2 separate regions of the Oryctolagus cuniculus genome follow, and region 1 is linked to region 2. Evidence: chromatin contacts called from public Hi-C data. All regions are on one chromosome and are shown on one strand. The core of a region is the stretch at or near the end of the contact, and the rest is flanking DNA. Distances in the headings are between cores, read along the strand shown.

Region 1 (5,966 bases), core at 2,629-5,128, 190 kb before region 2:
CAGTGAGAAAGAGAGACAGAGAGAAAGGTCTTCCTTCTGTTGGTTCACCTCCCAAATGGCCGTTACGAGTGCTGAAGCCAGGAGCCAGGTGCTTCCTCCTGGTCTCCCAAGTGGGAACAGTGGCCATCCTGCACCGCCCTCCCGGGCCACAGCAGAGAGCTGGACTGGAAGAGGAGCAACCAAGACTAGAACCCAGTACCCATATGGGATGCCGGCACTGCAGGTGGAGGATTAACCCAGTGAGTCACAACACCGGCCCCCTGATTTTCTTACAACAGAAGTAGGAGTTGGAATTTTTTTTTGAAGATTTATTTATTTTTCTGAAAAAGTTGCAAAGAGAAAGAGAGAGAGAAATCTTCCACCTGCTGGTTCACTCCCCAAATGGCCACAAGGGCTGGAGCTGAACTGATCTGAAGCCAGGGTCTCCTTTATGGGTGGAAGGGCCCAGGCACTTGACCCATCATTCACTGCTTTCCCAGGCGCACTGGCAGGGAGATGGATGGGAAGCGGAACAGCCAGGGCCTGAACTGGTGCCCATACGGGATACGAGTGCTGCAGGCAGTGACTTCACCTGCTACACCACAGTGCTGGCCTAGGAGTTGGATACTTTTGTATGTAATTGACATTGATTATGTAAAAAGTCAAAGTTTAGTGATAGAGAAAATGGAAAAAGGCTTTTGTGGATTGATATTCACTGCTGAGAGAAAATAAAGCCTAGCACCAACAAAAGTACTTCAGTGACCCCAAATCAGAGATAAATGCATAGCCTTGCTGGCGGAAAAACAGCATGCTATACATTCCTTTACCAAGAGAAGAGTATGTCCAGTGTTCCACATTATTTTCACTAATTTTATGAGAAATCTTAGATGTCTTCATAAAAATTGATTTAAAAATCTGCTCATGTATTACAAAATCTATGTTGTGTTATGAAGTAGGCTGAGAAAATTCTAACTCCAGTAACAGGTTACTGATACTCCCAGACATATGATGAAGTTACTTCCTGGTTTACTCATGGTAAGGTGAACTATCTTAAGCCCAAAATTCAGTTAATGCTATTAACCTACTAATGAGCATAGCTTAGCCTAGCCTACCATACTTAAACATGCTCAGGACATTTACATTGACTTACAGTTGGGAGAAATCATCAGACACAAGGCCTATTTCATAATAAAGTGTTGCATATCTCATGTAAATTTATTGACCGTTGGACTGAGTGAGAAACAGCATGGTCGTATGGCTATGCTTTCATATCATCTTACACAATTCTTTCCCAAATCATTATAACGTGGAGTCTATCTGTACTTTTAAAAAATTATTGTATTTTTCTGTGCATATATTTTTATTTGTTACCTATTGCTGTGTTTAAAAAAAAATCATCCTGAAATACGGTGGCTTAAAATAATGATTTATTAACCAGAAGAGCCTGTGAATTTTCTGAGTGGTTCTGCTGGTCTTATCAAGGTTCCTTTAGGCAGCTGCATTCAGCGGATGGCTGGGTAGGCCCAGGATGGAATCAGTCTCTGTGCAGCAGCTGGAACTGGTTGTTGGCTGGAGGGTGGCTTGCTTTGCCTCTATCCTCTCTTGTCCTCTTGTAACTGAGACTGGCTATGCTCACAGCACAGTGTTCTCAGGGTTAAAAGAGAGTGAAAGCAGAAGCTTCATGGCCTGTTAAAGTCCAGGCCCGGAATGTGTCAATGCAAGCCAAAAACCAAGCCAAATTCAAAGGAAGTGGGGAAGAGTAATGCCTCTTGCTAATGTGATGAATGGAAAAGTTAGACTGCAAAAGGCATGGAGGAGTGGTGGACACCTTTGTAGACTGCCAACCACAACTGTGGTAGCATATTCAGTATACATACCTTGAATGAAGATTTTTGTAATATTTTGTTTCTCTAAGAGTAGAACTTTTCTTGCAATACATGCAGTCAACAGTGTAATACAGTTTATAATAATGCATTGGGCAAACAAATAAGATTGGTTATCTTTTAAGAAAAGAATCAACCAAATGTCCCCAGCCTGTAACCATGTGGAGTTTCCTTTGAGGAGGCTTTCTGTACAGGACAGGAAGTAGGAATGAGGTGTGATTATTTGGCACAGTGGTTAGGTTGCTGCTTGTGATGCCACGCCACAGGTTAGAGGGTCTGCGTTCAAGTCTCGGCTCCACCTCCACTTCCAATTCTAGCTTCCTGGTAATGGGTTCTCTAGGATGAAGAAGGTGATCACTCAAATAGTTCAGTCTCTGACAGTCATGTAGGAGACCTGGATGGAGTGCTGTGTTCCTGGTTTGGGCTGTAGCTATTGAGGACATGAGGGGAGTAAACAAGCAGATGGAAAGTATCTCTCTCTCTTTCTCTCGCTTCCTTTCAAATAAAATGAAAATAAATGAATTAAAATTTTCAAAAAGTAGGAATAAAGATGGAAAAGCCACTATCCAATTTTCTCCCTTGTAAATTAGAGATTACATATCACTTCATAAAATTGTGAAGATAAAATCTATAGCAGTTAAAACTATATTTTAGTACATATTTAATTAATTTTTAAAGATTTTCTGTATCTATTTGAAAGAGCTACAGGAGAGGGACACACACACACACACAAACACACACGGGTGGGGAGAGAGAGGCAGAGAGAGAGAGAGAGAGAGATCTACCATCTATTGGTTCACTTTCTAAATGGCTGTAATGCTTGGGGCTGGGCCAGGCTGAAGCCAGGAACTCCATACAGATCTCCCACATGGGTGCAGGGGTCCAAGAACTTGTATACCATCTTCTGCTGATTTCCCAGGCACATTAAGAGGGAGCTGGATCAGAAGTAGAACAGCCAAGACTTGAACCTCCACGCACATGGGATGCTGGTGTCAAAGGCAACAGCTTAACCTATTGTGTTACAATGCAGGCCCCAAATTTTTGCATGCTGTGATGAGGATGATGATGACATAGATGATACTAATAATTTTGGATGTGTTAGACATTGTTGTGCCACAGTAACTGAATATCATTTATTGTGTAATTTATCATGAGCAAAAATTTACTTGGCCCATGGTTCTGTAGGCTGGCAAGTCCAAGACTGAGGCGCCACATCTGGAAAAGGCCTCTTTGCTGCATTATAATATAGTGAGCCTCTTATGGATAAGAAGAAGAAGAGAGAGAGGAGGCCAGACTAGTCCTGTGCGAGGACCTCAGTTTTGAGATAATGCACATTCTCCTGCGATAAAGGCATTGATCCATTCATGAGGATAAAGCCCTCATGACCTAATCCACTCTTAAAAGCCTTACCCCTCCACACTGTTCACATGGGGGATTGCATTGGGGATTAAGTTTCCGACATGTGAACCTTGGGGGTCATATTCAAATAAAAGCAGTGGTGCTGCTTCATTTCAGGTATCACCCAAGTACATCTGAGAGTAGGAGCAAAAAAGTAGCCACTGAGGAGAAGGAACGTTTGCGAGGCTGAAACAGCACTAAGGGATACTAGCATTGGTTCCGATGGTGACATTCACTTGAAGTGGTTGAGCATCAATCACTTTAGTAATTCAGGAGATCAGAAGTCAATCTGGAGCACAAACAATGATGGCGGCGTGATTGACAGCTAACATCCTTTCTCTTCTCAGCTGTGTGTATGTGGAACCTGGAATACAAATGAATCTGCTCAAGGAGCTGAGAGTTTATCTTGAACCCTGATTAATCATCATATTATTGCAAACTTGGGGCTATGTCTGATATATTGCTAAACAAAATGACTATTGCATACTTCATAGAAAGGGGACCCAGCATGTCTCACAAAGTCAATGGCCTTAGCACAAATTTCCAAAGTCTTAGTAAGTCACTAGACTAGCTTCATTAAGTCAATGGAATGCTGCTCAGTGGACTGGGAGCAGCTGCAAGTCAGGAATGTGTGAAGAAATCAAATAGCTGGCTGCCCTGCTCTGGGTGAGTTGTCTAAGCTCAGGAAAAGAAAATACTTGGAATTGGGAGCACTTTATGACCCGTGTGTAGTGTACAGTGTGAGATTGTTCTGGGAAGTGTTTAGACACCATTTCTCAGCAAATAGACCACGTAGCGTCTTCACTGAATTCACGAGTAGGTGGTAAAAAGTGCTCATTCAACATACTGAGTTTGGCATGGACCTTTTTATATTTTCTGTACTCCCTCTAGTATTTACAAAATGTTACTCTCTCGTGAAGTCTTTCAAAAATATTTGTTGAATATATGCTGTGTTAGGGCCTGGACATACAAAAAAACTACATCTAAAAGAGCATGTGAATTGATTAGGGGAGATGTACATTAAAAATAATTCTAGTTCACTTTTATAAGTCTCATACAAGAGATTTTGAGTGAAAATGACGCTGGATAATCGTGTCTACAATGCCCCATCTGCCTCAGGCATACAGCAATGATAAGTGAAGGACAGCAAGTGAAATGTAAGGCTATACTAAGAAACCAACTGCAATTGACGTCCTACCCTGCCAGGTCTCTGGTCTTTTTGTCTACAGCTTTGATGAAGGAGAGATAGATGTATCGACAGGTCCTCCTCCATACCCTTTGAATAATACACACTCTATCTCTGTGTGGCATTTTACAGAGCTTCACTGTGTTGATAAATCCTTTAGCACCACGTTGGAAAGTATGTATTTTTATTTTTGCACTATTTTGTGCTTCATTTCTTAAGCTTAAAGCCTTTTGTTATTTAATGTTCACTTAGACATGGAACAATCACAATGCCCCTCTAAATATTTGTATAATACTTAGAAGACTGATACATCAAAACATAAGGATTTAAGTTATACTATCAGATATTTAAATGATTATGAGCTTAGTGGATTTTACTTAGCTAAGTTAATTAAAATCAAACTGTAGGATACAAACTTCTATAACATGCATTGAACATCTTTAAGACAGTTAAAACAAAAAATATCAGATCAATGGTAAATGTTATAGTAAAATTAAAATAGTTGTAAAGTGATGACATATTTAATTACATTAACTATTTCATTTCATATCTATATTCTCATTTTTGCTCTTATGCTTTTACTTGATCAATTGCAGTAATTTTACCAGATGCAGATTTTTGCACCCATTTTAAGGTAGAAAAAATTTTTCCAATCCCCAAAGTAAAAAATATTCTTAGACTGGCCACATAGGTGCAGGGTTTGTGATCTTGGATATTTGGTTCATAGTTGAATTTCAAGACACAAATAATTCAAAGTGAGTCAAAACTGATCAACCGGTTTAGGATGAGTCCTTTTAATAAAGCTCAATTTTTGTTTCCTGAGAATTTAAATCCATTTGTTTTATGAGATGTTATCATTGTGAAACTTGCTGCTTTCCATGAATTACGTATGGTTATAATGGACAATAATACCAACTCATTGTTCTGTTATTACAAGATTTTAAAAATGTATGTAAAAGAGGGCCGGCGCCGCAGCTCACTAGGCTAATCCTCCGCCTTGCGGCGCCGGCACACCAGGTTCTAGTCCCGGTCAGGGCACCGGATTCTGTCCCAGTTGCCCCTCTTCCAGGCCAGCTCTCTGCTGTGGCCCGGGAGTGCAGTGGAGGATGGCCCAAGTGCTTGGGTCCTGCACCCCATGGGAGACCAGGATGAGTACCTGGCTCCTGCCATCGGATCAGCGCGGTGCGCCGGCCGCGGTGGCCATTGGTGGGTGAACCAACGGCAAAGGAAGACCTTTCTCTCTGTCTCTCTCACTGTCCACTCTGCCTGTCAAAAAAAAAATGTATGTAAAAGGTACAAATTTCATGTATTTAACATATAGTATATATAGTTTTAAGTACATAATGATGCTTCCTACCTTACCCTCCCTTACTCACACCCTCCTCCCTTCTTATTTCTCTTTTAATTTTTGAAACGATATTCTTTGTTTTTCTTTCTTTCTTTCTTTCTTTCTTTCTTTCTTTCTTTCTTTCTTTCTTCCTTTCTTTCTTCCTTTCTTTCTTTCTTTCTTTTTTAAGATT
Region 2 (6,649 bases), core at 701-3,200:
TCACTGTGTTCACAAGTCAAATCCAGATCTTTAGTAGGGTCAACAGTAATTACTCCTGTGGTCAAGAATTGTTTAAAATTGTCTTCATAAACCACGAGTGGCTTTGTTATTCGTTCAAGTAAATTTCAAATATTCAAACACTGCAATTTTTAAATAAAGGGTGAATAAAAGAATTCCAACTCCTCGGCTCTAAAATGTTTAGAAGTAATAGATGAATGAGGGGTTAGCCTAAAGATTTCCAACAACGCACAAGAGGCAATGTTCGAGAAAGACTTTCACCACATCCTCATTTTCTCTAGTCACAGCACATGGTCAATTGTGTGAAGAACACATAATAAGTAAGTTGGAAGTATGTTATGATGTTCTGAATTGCAATATGTAGAGAATTAAAGATTTTTTTAAAATATTTTATTTATTTGTTTAAGTGGTAGATTTACAGAGAGAGGGAGAGATGAAAGGTCTTCCATCCGCTGGTTCACTCCCTAAATGGCAGAACGGCCAGAGCAGGGCTGATCTGAAGCCATGATCCAAGAGCTTTTTCTGGGTCTCCCATGTAGGTGCAGGGGCCCAAGCATTTGAGCCATCTTCTACTGCTTTCCCAGGCCTCAGCAGAGAGCTGGATTGGAAGTGGAGCTGCCAGGACATGAACCAGCACCTGGATGCCTGTTCCACAGGTGGAGGGTTAGCCTACTACGCCACAGCGCCACCACTGAGAGTTAGAGATTTTGCACTTGAGAATTTCAGGTATTTTTGTATGAACATATAGCATAACATACAGATTATCATTTTAGGGGCAAGTGTTTACTTTAATGATTAAGATTCTAGTTAAGACTCCCACATCTACAATAGAGTACTTGGGTTTGTCTGCTAGATCTGGCTCCTTCCTGGCTCCAGTTTCTTGCCAATGCAGAAGGGGGGGGGGGGGGGGCGGCGGCAGTGTAACTGGGTTCCTGCCATGTACATGCATGGGAGACTTAATGGGAGTTCCTGTCTCCCTGTTTCTGCCCCAGTTGAGGATAATTTTGGGCATTTAGGGAGTGAGCTAGTGTATGGGATCTCTGTCTCTATCTGTCTCCCTAATAAGTAAATGACATAAAATAAAAATTACCATTTTAACCATTTTTAATTACATAGTTCAGTGAAATTAAGTACATTCACATTGTTGTGTAGCAATAACCATGACCCATTTCCTAAACTTTCCTCACCTTCATATGCAATTATGATTTATTTGAAAAGACTGAACATACATACATGAAAAACTGAAGTTCATTAGTACTGTCTCTATTTTTGAAAAATTGTATGTCAAACATATTTTTATTTACATATAAATGAACATTGAATGAACTCAATTTTTAGATTTTGCCTTCACTTTCAATATGTACAATGTTCATTATTTTTCGCCCTACTAATATGTGAGATTTATGTACATAAAAGTAATCCACAGCATTTTCAAGAAAATTCTGTAGAAATTGAGCCTCAGCAAAATATTTAGCTCAGTACGGATCAAATGCTGCCTACTTGGAGGCAAAAATAATTATGTGACTTCTGTAACAGAGAGTTGGATTCTCCAGTAATAAAATTAGTAGTTGTTGCTAAATTGAAATTAAAATTTCATTGCATCCAAGTAAAATACAAAAGAAAAACTTCTTCCTTTCAAACTCAATTCTTATGAGAAAAGAAAAGGTATAAAATACGGGAATGCTTTATAATTTCAAGAAAAGAAAGCCATTTCTTGTGTTGTGGAATAAGACATTTTTTCTTATGTAAATCGCCTATTTTGAATTGCTAAGTGGTACAATTCACTGTGTGTTTTCAATATTACATGTCCTGGTGTATGATAGCAACTTTAACAACAATAGTCACAGTCATAACTCTCAGTAATTGGTAGCCTACTATGAGTCAGTATTTGACTTACACTCTTCTAGTTGTGTTAGTAAACTGTAAATGAGTGGGAGAAAAAGGGCCTCAGGGACGATAGGTGAGTAACTCACTCTCTCAGTAAGGAACATGCTGTATGTCTTCTATATCATTAGCATTAGGAATCTTGCATTTCCTCTTGATACCAGTATGACTATCACATCATCTTGGCCAAAGAATGTTGTTGGTCCCATGTGTATTTTCCCACTGATCTGTAAGCTTTCGTCCCCACTACAGTGTTAGAGCCTTGTCTGCATCAGTCTCATTTCCTGGAAAGATCTGCATCTCACGAACTTTACAACTTTAACTAATGTTAAGGGTTATATCAACTATCAGAATAACAAACAATATCATAATAAGAAAGAATAAAATTAAGTTTATTAAGTACAGAAGTGGGCATGCTAATAAAAACTTTGACTCATAAACACATGATTTCAAAATCAAAGTAGACTAACATTTAAAAAATATTTATTTTCATTTTAAGGCAGAGAGATATAAAAAATGCAGAGAGACAGAAACAGACAGAGACAGAGTTCTTCCTTTATTGGTTCACTCTCAAAGGCCTGTAACAGTTGGGGCTGGGCCAGGACCAGGTAGAAGCTAGGAGTCCAGAAATCCATCCAGGTCTCCCACATGGCTCACAGGGACCCAAGTACCTGAGCCATCATCTGTCCCTCCCAGAGTGCACATTAGTTGGAAACTGGCTTGGAAGCAGAGTAACTGGTGTGCAAACCATGCATTTGATTCAGGAAGTGGGAATCTAAGCACTGATTTAAGTGTTGCACCAAACATCCTCTCCTAATTTTTTTTAATAGAACAAAATGAGGAGGTCTTCAAAAGAGTCTTGGAAAAATATGTTTCATGGAAAACTATGCTTGGATTTCAAACAGAAATCTGCATCAGAAAAAGCTTATCATATAATTCGATTTTTCTACAAACTTTCTGAAGTGCCCACATATATGCTCATTGGACAAAAAAAAATCAATGCAGCAAAGTATGAAGAAGAAACTAAATATATTTCCAAATCCCTTCATGAAAAGATAATATGCTTCCAGATACCACTTCCTCATGAATATATGGGTTCGTATGTGTTGGGATGCATGTATGATATTATATAGATGATTTCTTCCTATACTTGTGGTATGGTATATATTTGTTTTACTCAGGAATATGGCTGGCCCATTTCCCATGGTTATTGATATTGAGCTAATGTTGTCATTTTTACTGGATGCAAATTTTCCTTATATAAAATGCTAAACTGAAGAAACATAATATGATTTCAAAATCTTCACTGTCCTAAATAATGCTGGGCATAGAATTTTAGTGTGACATTTTAACTCCATTAGATGATGAGCATTTAAAGTAAATTACGATTAACTGGTTATCTGTGTTCAAAAATAGAAGTATGGTTGGACACTATAAAATTATAAGCTACTCTATAATAAGTAGAGAAACATGCTGTTGGTTACTCATACTGATTTGCCAGAATTCATACAGAAATTGTTAGAAGTCAATTCATGTTTTTCTATAGTATATTATTGAATGATATTTAAATATTAACAGAATAAGACTACCTCAAGACTTTGTGGTCCCTTTTTGCTGGTGATTATCTAACAAAGGCACCAACTATGCCTTACACTTACTCATGTTCTCGGAGGTTCATGGTGGGAGTCACTATAATTTCCCAACATACCGTAAAGTTTATACTTGCTTAATTCAGACATCTGACATGAAGAGGGTGGCAGGCCAAAAAGGTGACATGGGCTCATTAGCTCTCGATCACATATTTAGATAGCCAGAATAAGACACCTTCATGAAGACATCTGCATGAATAATATCTGAGGCACAACCTTTCAAGGAGATTTTATTCCAAGGAGTTTGACCTGAGTATCAAAAGTGTAGCATAGTACTCATATAGTACTGATTTCTTTCCCTGTATCTGGTAGGCATCGAATGAGTCTCATTGTCAAGTTTTCATCATGTGCTAATTCTTAATGGTAAGTATGTAGTTCTATCTTAGGACACAGCCAACATCTGCCACACTCTGTTACAATGGATTACCTTTAGCTCTTGGGCCAAATTATTTCATATACCAAAGTGAATAGCAAATTGGTTTTATTCTACATACATACTTAGCAAAAGAGATTTAAGCTGTTTTCTAGGTGAGTCCAATGTCTATATTTGAGACTTTTATGAATATTTCCTATAAACCATAATGATCACTTTTCTATATTTACCTAGGGTGGTGTTTACGTGTGTGGTGGTGGATGGTCGGCATAGGTAGACATGTCATCAGGAGGGGGAGTTGATTTTTTCATTTTAAATTTCATTTTTCATTTTAAATTTTAATTTTTAGTTCATTTTTTAACAGATCCAATGTGATTTGTAGATACAATTCTAGGAACATAACAATGTTTGTAAGTTGGTGTTTTATGATTGCTATTTTGGTGAAATAAAAGAAGAAGCATAAAATTAATGTTTCTATTTTGGAGAGCGAGCAGCAACACGTCTTCCCCACAGCATCTTCTCTAGAAAAATCTTTCTTTCAATCTTAAACTTTGAATTGAAGATGCGAAAGATATTTCTGTTATGGTGAGTGTCCAGAGTTGTGTATCAGAGATGACTTCAGGAATCATTCAGTTTATAAATATGTTAAAAAATCACTACATAGCCAGTATTTGCCAAAAAAATTATATTCAGTTTGTCATAAACACCAATAGATCTGTTTTGCATTGGAGTCCCTGAAAACAGACTGAATTAAAATATATACATTGATGTTTTACCGAGAACTCTTGGTGGTATACTTGTAAAGTGAGTGGGGAAGGCAAATTTAAACAGAGAGTGAATTTGATCCACAATGTAGATGCAGTTGCAAACAGTATCAATCTATCCTCCAAGGTTCTATGAAGCTAGCATTATCCTTCACAGCTGTCTCGAATTAAGTCAAAGCATCAGGTTTTTGTATCTCTGCCAATTAGCCAATCGCTGGATGCAGGCCACTCCTGGAAAAGAGGGAAGTTTCAAGAGGGAGGTGTCCTAAAACCAAGCGCAACATTTCCTCTGGGATGCAGCTGAGAGCCATCATCAGCAAGAACTCCTAACAGCTGTCAAGATGTATGTGTGGATCCTGTGAGGGAGACTTGGCTGAAACACCCAACAACCAAATTAGGGAAAGGGAAGCAAGCATGTTCATGTGTTATAGACTCAAGTGTCTTGAAGATTGTATTGAGTTTCCAGATTCAAAATATGGAGTATAAGATCATACCAAGAGGGGCTGGTGCTGTGGCTCACTTGGTTAATCCTCCACCTGTGGTGCTGGCATTCCATATGGGTGCCGGATTCTAGTCCCGGCTGCCCCTCTTCCAGTCCAGCTCTCTGTTGTGGCCCAGGAAGGCAGTGGAGGATGGCCCAAGTGCTTGGGACCCTTCCCCTGCATAGGAGACCAGGAGGAAGCACCTGGCTCCTGGCTTCGGATCGGCGCAGCGCCAGCTGGCCGTAGCGGCCATGTGGGGAGTGAACCAACGGAAGGAAGACCTTTTTCTTTGTTTCTCTCACTGGCTATAACTCTACCTGTCAAATAATAAAAAAAGAAAAGATCATATCAGGCAAGGGGCACAGCATATATTTAAATCAGGGTAAAACTTAAAACTTTGGGCAGAATTCTATGTCCACAGTTAGAGGAAATAAAACCAATATTAGATAAAATGTAAGGGAATAGACAGTAAAGATGACACTGGAAAGGCAGATAAGTCAATCACGGATGTTACTGAGTGGAATGCAAAGCACTCTGCATGTTCCTGTAGGTTGTTGAAGCATTAAGATCAAATTGGCCTATTTGAAAGCTGATTAGATCAGCAGAGGAGAGCATGATTTGGGGTAAAGATGGCGATAAATAGACCACACGATAGGAAGCATGGCAGCCGTGTTACTTACTCGCAGTGTCTGGTCTGCATGCCTTCCGTATGAATTGAGTCTTTCTTCAGGAGCAACATGACAAGTCAAATGTTCTCTCATGTACCCTGATACAACGAGATTTAAGCAGAAGCTGCTGATCTGTTCTGGGAAGATTTAAATATCTTGAATGAGCATGGTTCAGATGTGGCTTTCCCCCTTCTTTTTCTTTTGCATGTGAATGTGATGGTTAGGGCTGCAGCAACCATATAGCAACCAAAGGGGAGGCCTAAAGAATGGCAGAAATATCAACTCAACTGTCATGGAGCTCCCGAAGTGATAGAAGCAGTCACTGTGCGGCATTTTGTTCTGTAAGAAATATAAGCCCTGTGTATTTAAGTCATTTTGATTTTATTGTTGTTCTTACTAGCTACTGAGTGCCCTCTTCACTATATAGAAAGCTGCTGAAATAGATCAGGAAAGATTTGTGGAAACCAGGTCTAGATCATAGCAATTCAGAATAGAGAAGGCAGGCCCATGAGAAATACATATACGATTGAACGCACAGGACCAAGTCAGTGGCTGGGGGACTTAACAGAGATGGAAGATTCAGAATCATGTTGAAGTTCTGGCTTAGGATGCTTTCTGCGATTTGCCTCCTATCTTGCATCTCACTTTGTTTCTCATGCCAAGTTCTTCTAAACCTCTCTACCTTTTCAAATATTCTTTTCCACATCTCTCCATGCCTACTAGGATGCTCTCATTTATGAAAATACACTTTAGAACAATCCCTACCTTGATTCCTAAGAGTAGAACTTTTCTTCTCTATGGATAGAAGCTA

Evidence for each region. Hi-C and Micro-C count contacts between places; a contact is called where the count stands out from the background.
Region 1: a Hi-C map of liver shows a contact between it and region 2, with 5 times the contacts expected there. The contact joins two enhancer-like sites. A contact is called at or near these places in 6 of 6 Hi-C or Micro-C datasets (ear pinna, embryonic fibroblasts, liver and 3 more).

What each region holds. Positions count from the first base shown.
Region 1 is chr1:157,330,148-157,336,113 of mOryCun1.1, reverse strand. No RefSeq gene overlaps it. Among named protein-coding and RNA genes, the nearest start is that of ALDH1A1, 100 kb to the right of the region's middle. Within about 2 kb of position 3,878, at least 1 of the 8 cell types and tissues checked has an H3K27ac peak or open chromatin away from gene starts, as enhancers often do.
Region 2 is chr1:157,139,707-157,146,355 of mOryCun1.1, reverse strand. No RefSeq gene overlaps it. Among named protein-coding and RNA genes, the nearest start is that of ALDH1A1, 89 kb to the left of the region's middle. Within about 2 kb of position 1,950, at least 1 of the 8 cell types and tissues checked has an H3K27ac peak or open chromatin away from gene starts, as enhancers often do.